Regions from separate parts of the Mus musculus genome. Here region 1 is linked to region 2. The links are chromatin contacts, called in public HiChIP or PLAC-seq maps. All regions are on one chromosome and are shown on one strand. The core of a region is the stretch at or near the end of the contact, and the rest is flanking DNA. Distances in the headings are between cores, read along the strand shown. Region 1 holds the start of Tspan2 (tetraspanin 2). Region 2 overlaps Casq2 (calsequestrin 2).

What was found. HiChIP or PLAC-seq counts read pairs in DNA pulled down with a chosen protein or histone mark.
Region 1: a contact with region 2 is called in an H3K27ac HiChIP or PLAC-seq map of embryonic stem cells, with 4 times the contacts expected there. The contact joins the promoter of Tspan2 here to the enhancer-like site in region 2. A contact is called at or near these places in 5 of 39 promoter capture datasets (the SN4741 cell line, embryonic stem cells, liver and 1 more) and 5 of 115 datasets of contacts at active chromatin or transcription factors (differentiating embryonic stem cells, embryonic forebrain, embryonic stem cells and 1 more).

The regions. Positions count from the first base shown.
Region 1 is chr3:102,733,321-102,736,075 of GRCm38.p6, reverse strand. Tspan2 (tetraspanin 2) reads right to left here and starts at 1,306. Exons shown (of 8, transcript NM_027533.3): 1 at 1,011-1,306. The coding sequence starts at 1,079. It overlaps Tspan2os (tetraspanin 2, opposite strand), which reads left to right and starts at 659. Exons shown (of 4, transcript NR_040588.1): 1 at 659-848.
Region 2 is chr3:102,102,603-102,105,584 of GRCm38.p6, reverse strand. The region is part of intron 1 of Casq2 (calsequestrin 2); the gene reads right to left. Among named protein-coding and RNA genes, the nearest start is that of Casq2, 18 kb to the right of the region's middle. Within about 2 kb of position 1,539, at least 48 of the 459 cell types and tissues checked have an H3K27ac peak or open chromatin away from gene starts, as enhancers often do. A contact at or near this core is called in the SN4741 cell line and embryonic stem cells, where this site is marked.

The DNA.
Region 1 (2,755 bases), core at 57-2,556, 630 kb before region 2:
ACAACCATCGCGGCCAGTCCAGTGGTTTCAAAGCATCCCAAAGCATCTCTGCTCCTGCAGTTACCCACATCCCCTGAAGCGAGACTCGTGTCTTCCCTCAGGGTCTATCTGAGCAGCTACACTGGCTGGCATTCTGTTACTGGAAGGCCAATAGGGACTGTGCAGAATGGGCCTCTGACCGTTTTCCAGGGCTCGGGAGAGAGTATTCCAGGGATGGTACACCTCTAACTATGCCCTGCTAACACAGTAGACTGGGGCCATGGCACTCTCTCTGGCTGTCTCTATGCATCTCTACCCAGGGAATGCTGCCAGGTCTACACCACCCTGCAAAGTTGAATGAGATCATTTCAAGAGTACTGGTTGTACGCAGGGACCCTAGGGGGATGTTGCTGCTCTTCCAAAATCCCTCCATTTTCCAACCCCTCGTAAAAGAGCACCCACCACTGCCCACCCAGAAGACCCCCCCCCCCGCCAATGCCCAAGAAAAGGACGATCTTCCCCACTCTTTCAATTTTCTCTACTGTCCGTTATTTTCCCAACAAACCACCAGAGCCAGGCGGCGTGTCCGCACACTCTTGGTTGGGGCGCCACCCCAGGCAGCCCTACGGTAGGGATTTCCCTCCCAGAGCCTTGGCCCGGCCGCCGGGTTCCCCAGAGAAGGCAGCGCGAGAAGTGGGTGTGTGTACACAGCAGGATGCAGGGAGCACGGGCCGCCAGGCCCCCAGCCCTCGGAATATTGGGGCCCGCTAGATCCCCGCACCTGGCGCCACCCGCCGGGCGATGCCGCCGAAGATGATGGCTTCTTTCGGGGGAGCATCGCACCGTGTCTCCTCTTCTCATCACCTCTGGTAGCTCAAGCTTCTCTATGTCCTATCCCCCTCCATATGTCCCCTCCCTCTTTGTCTGCTTAGCGCCTCTGAACATCCTGCCCTCTCCTATGGCCCAACTCTATTGCGGTCACCTCCCCGGGGACCCTGGCCCCCTAACCGGCCCGCCGGTTCGGGTCTCACCCAGAACAGCAGGTTGAAGCCGAGCAGCAGATACTTGATGCACCGCAGGCCCCCGCGAAAACGCCCCATGCTGCGACCCCGGCGGCGGGCTCCCGATTCCCCAGGCCCGCGCCGAGCCCCGGGAGCGGCGGGCGCCGGTGGAGGGGCGGGGCGGGTTGGGAGGGGCGTGACCTGTGGGCGTGGTCTGCGGGCGGGGATTTGGTCGCGAGCGGCCAGCTGGCTGTGGCTGGGGCGCCCTGGGGTGGAGATCCCGGTCCCACGCACCCGCTCCGGCCCTTGGAGGTAGCACCACCTTCGTCCACGCTGGTGGGCTTGGGCTCCTGTAGCTATCCGAGCATATGTGCGCCCACCCGGAACGCGGGGTCCATTTAATCAGTGCCGGGTGCCCAGACTCCCTTGAGGCCCTCGATGATGGTTGAAGTTATCCTGCGTGTCTATGGAAACCTAGGGAGGTGACTTCAGATGGTAAAGCTAATAGGATCGGTGAAGCCGGTAGAGACTCTGTGGTGAGGCGCCAGGCAGAGTGTCCAGGGCTGCAGTTAAGCAGAGTCCTGCAAGCGCCCAGGCCGCGGGCGGAGGCCGCTGCTGGGGACCCTCCCTCCTGCCGCTGCGTTCCTAGAGGACTGTTACCTTAATAGGCAAGAACTGGGAGTAGGCGCGCCAGGCGGAGGCCCTGGGCCCTGACACTGCTTCCCACCCTGCCCAGTCCAGCCCACCAGATCAGGGAAAGGGAGTCAGACCTCTCACTCACATCCTGCTAGGTTTGATAGATCGGGGGCCTTGAAAGAAGTCCAGATTCTTAGGGTCTAGACTGAGATGTGTAGATCAGGGAAAGGGAGCGAGTTCTGTTTTGCTTTGTTTTTATTAAGCTAGGCGACTGGTGAAGAATCGGGCATTCACTTCAGTTGACTAAGTGTCTACAATATGTGGTGTCAGACGGCACGGGGGAGACAGGAAAGTGTAAAATCAGGGAGCTTGTGCATTAATTTAGCAACACTCTAAGTGCCAATTATAGGCCAGGCATAGTAGCAAGCCCTGGGGACACCAGAAGAATGCCAGGCTTGCTATCACATCTTTACTGGAGGGCACAGATCTGTAAGCAAATTTTTGGAACAAGGTGAGGTGGGTGGGCTAGGAGCTGGGCAAGAGACTGCTTCTGCCTTGACTAAGGAAGGCTTTTCAAGAAGACTGGACCTGATCCTAATTTGTAAAATAGGTGTCAGTAGCTGGGCAGTGGTTGTTCACGCCTTTAATCCCAGCTCTTGGGAGGCAGAGGCAGGCAGATTTCTGAGTTTGAGGCCAGCCTGGTCTACAGAGTGAGTTCCAGGATAGCCAGGGCTATACAGAGAAACCCTGTCTCAAAAAACCAAAACCAAACAAACAAAAAGGTGCCAGTAGAGAGAGCAGGGGGTCAGGGGAGGAAGCAGAGGAAGTACAACCTAGCCTGGGAGCAGGAGTCAGAGAGATGGCCAAGGTGAGGGGAGTCAGGAGCTCACCAGAACAAATCACAGAGGGCAGGCACTTGACTAATGTGACACATTACCCCATTATCTTGGGGCCTCTCTTTCCCATCTCAGTATGGAGATTGTACAACCTGCTTCAAAAGAGTTGTGAAGATTAAGGAGTTAATATATGTACAGTGAGATCAGTGAGGCACATGAGATTATGATATAAGGTAGCCAGGACCTCACCAACCATTCATTCAATTTCTTCCGTGTTACAGTCAGGCATATTTCCATCTTTGA
Region 2 (2,982 bases), core at 290-2,789:
CAAGTTGACACAAAACTAGCCAGTACAACTCCTATCAAGTTGGAGAGAGTGGTGCATCCAGGGTGTTGTCTGTCGATGTGGGAAGATGCTGTATCTCTCCATTACTTTATGACTTTTCCATTCGCATCGCAGCTCTGAGCACATAAGCCTTTGGTTTTGTTTTGTTTTGTTTTGTTTTGTTTTGTTTTGTTTTGACAAAGTGTCTCATGCAGCCCAGGCTGGCCTTGAACTTCTGATCTTCCCACCCTCACCTCCCAAGTGCTGGGGCTACTGACATGCACTGCCACACTCACTTTAGCGTGCAAATCTAGTGCAAGTTTTGTTAAATGTACATCTATTGGGAGTCGTATGCACTATAGTGGTGTATTTTTTAGTTTTGAATCTGTACTCTTTCTAGTACAAATATATCATTGCATTTTTATGTTTATCTTGTAGCTTTCTCACCTTGAACTCATTGATTCTTTCTAAGATATCTTTGCTTTTTTTGGAATTCTTGGAAACTTTCTGTGTAGATAACCATGCTAAAACTTTATCCCTTTCCCATCCATCTGATCTTGCATTTCTTTATGCTTCCTACTCGACCAATTAAAAAAAAATCTCCTTTCATTTCCTTAGGCTTCCTTACTCGACCAATGAGAGCTCTCCTGTTTTGATGACAGTACTTTGCTTCTTACCTGGTGTTTTTGTTTATTCTTGTTCCATTTTATTTATTTGCATCTGCCTTACTGATACATCTATTTTCCCTTTCTGTCCTTCCAATCCAGTTACATTTGCAGTTTGATTCTGTGCATTCTGCAACCCTCTTGGGTGTCTTATCTCCACCGAGTAACCTGGGCACTATTTGGCTCTGTGAGGGCTCCCTAAGTCCCGCTACCCTCTGTTCTGTGGCTACTTGTTAGGTTCTGCCCTTCTCCATTCCTGTGTCTTCTCTGATTGTACCTTCTCCTTCCTTCTACTCCCTTGCCACTTAGACTTCCTAAGGTCGGTTTTGGCCTATCCATGCTTCCTGGTCATCTGTTCTTTTCTCTCTTTTTCTCACTCCAAACCACTCCCCTTCCTCTTAAGACTAAGAATTCTGAACAGAATGTCACCTGAGCGCACGCTGCTCCAGGAGTGCTCAGGTGATGGGGTGGACCCCAGGAGCTGGCAACTACATCATCCTGCTTGCCCTCCAGTTTTCTCTTTCCTTGGGTTTGTCTGAAGCTGGGAAGGCTGAGTCATCACCATTAGTACCGCACTGTGACTCACTGTGAGCTTTCCTGAGGTCCCCCAAGCCAGTGTTTCTGCAAAACCTCATGGGTATATAAGTTATTGCATGCAAACCATCAGACCACGTTGTGTTTTATTTTCCTAATAAACACTCCCCCTGTTTTTATTGCCAGCCACACTGTCCTATTTACTGAAGTAAAAATCTTAAACAAATGTTCCCCTGTCAATTATTCAAAGTCACAAGACTTGGCAGTACAGTAAACTCCCTCTTCTCCAGCGTGAGCCTCTCTGACAGCAGCTCTTCAATTTCAATATGCACAAGAATGACCTGGGGCTCTGTTAAAATGGGGCTTCTTGGTCCTTCTCGCCAGAGCATAGACAATAGAGCTGAGGTGAGGCTCAGGAATGCACATTCTCTTACACTGCACAGCCACACCCGTGGTTGTGGTGCCTCAACTCTCACATCAGGCTCTGGAAAGCACAACTATTCGTGGCTGCCGATTCTGAAAGCCACATAGCACCATTCCAACTGTGCACTCCATTTAGTGAAGGGGTGAGTATTAACAATAATTTGAGAGAGAGAGAGAGACCTTTGAAATGGCCCATCGACCACTGAAAGCTCTTGCTGGCAAGTCTCACATCCTGAGTTCTATACCTGCAATCCATGTAATGGTGGAAGAAGAGAATTGATTCCACAAGGTTGACTTCTGACCTCCATTGGCATGCCAAACCAAGTGTACCCTGATGACATATAAGTATCACATCACCTTCCCTCTCTTACACACACACACACACACACACACACACACACACACACACACACACAGAGAGAGAGAGAGAGAGAGAGAGAGAGAGAGAGAGAGAGAGAGAAGGAAAGAATGACAACTTTAGGTAAAAACAAATGCGTTCCTCTCCTGGGCACATAAAGCATACTCTTTTCAGTCTTGATATCTACATGGAACTTCTGCATACTTCAGTGGTAAGTACCAATCACTACCCTGTGCCCTAGATGTATACACAGAACAGACTGTCAGATGGGCCATAAAGCCCATTATCTGATATGTACCCTCCTCCTCCCCGTCTTCTTCCTCAGCATCCTGGCTCGAAATCCCTGCAGCACCTGAATTACTACCAACACCCACTCTCACTGGACCCAAAGCCTGCCCATCTAGGCTTCGTTATCACCACCATCAGCTCTAGCACGCACCCATAACAAGCTTAGATCACAGTAGCCAGAGCTAGCAGACACCTAAGGGTACTGTGGGACTGAATAGGGTGGGTGGCTGTGGTGGAGATTTGGGGCCTCTGGGCTAACTTTTTATGTGACTGGGTCCCTGAGGACCAATCGTATCTGGGGACGCTGGAGTAGACAAACGGGCCACTGTTACTTCTTGTCTGTGGCTTGGTTTCCTCCATCCCGCACTTCTCCATCTATCCCAACCCCCTCCTTGTCTTCTCTCCCGTGAGCCAACCTGGGATGAGGACAGCAGCCCCAGCTTGTCTTTCACTCCATTCTCCTTTCTAGAATCCCAGTGGTCCCTCCCCAGGAGTGAACTTGGGCACCCGGTGTGTAATCACCAGTGTCCTGATTCTGTTCTGTGACCTTTCCCTCACTAAGGAGAAAGGCAAAGCACCTTCTGCATGCTGTGCAGTTCCTTGGAGACAGTCAGTACCTTTGTGGGTCCATGAAGGGATTGGTGCAAATACTTCAAGAGTTCAAAGGGCTTGTGAGCCAGAGAGGCAAGAAGCAGTTATCACCAAATACTGTGAGTC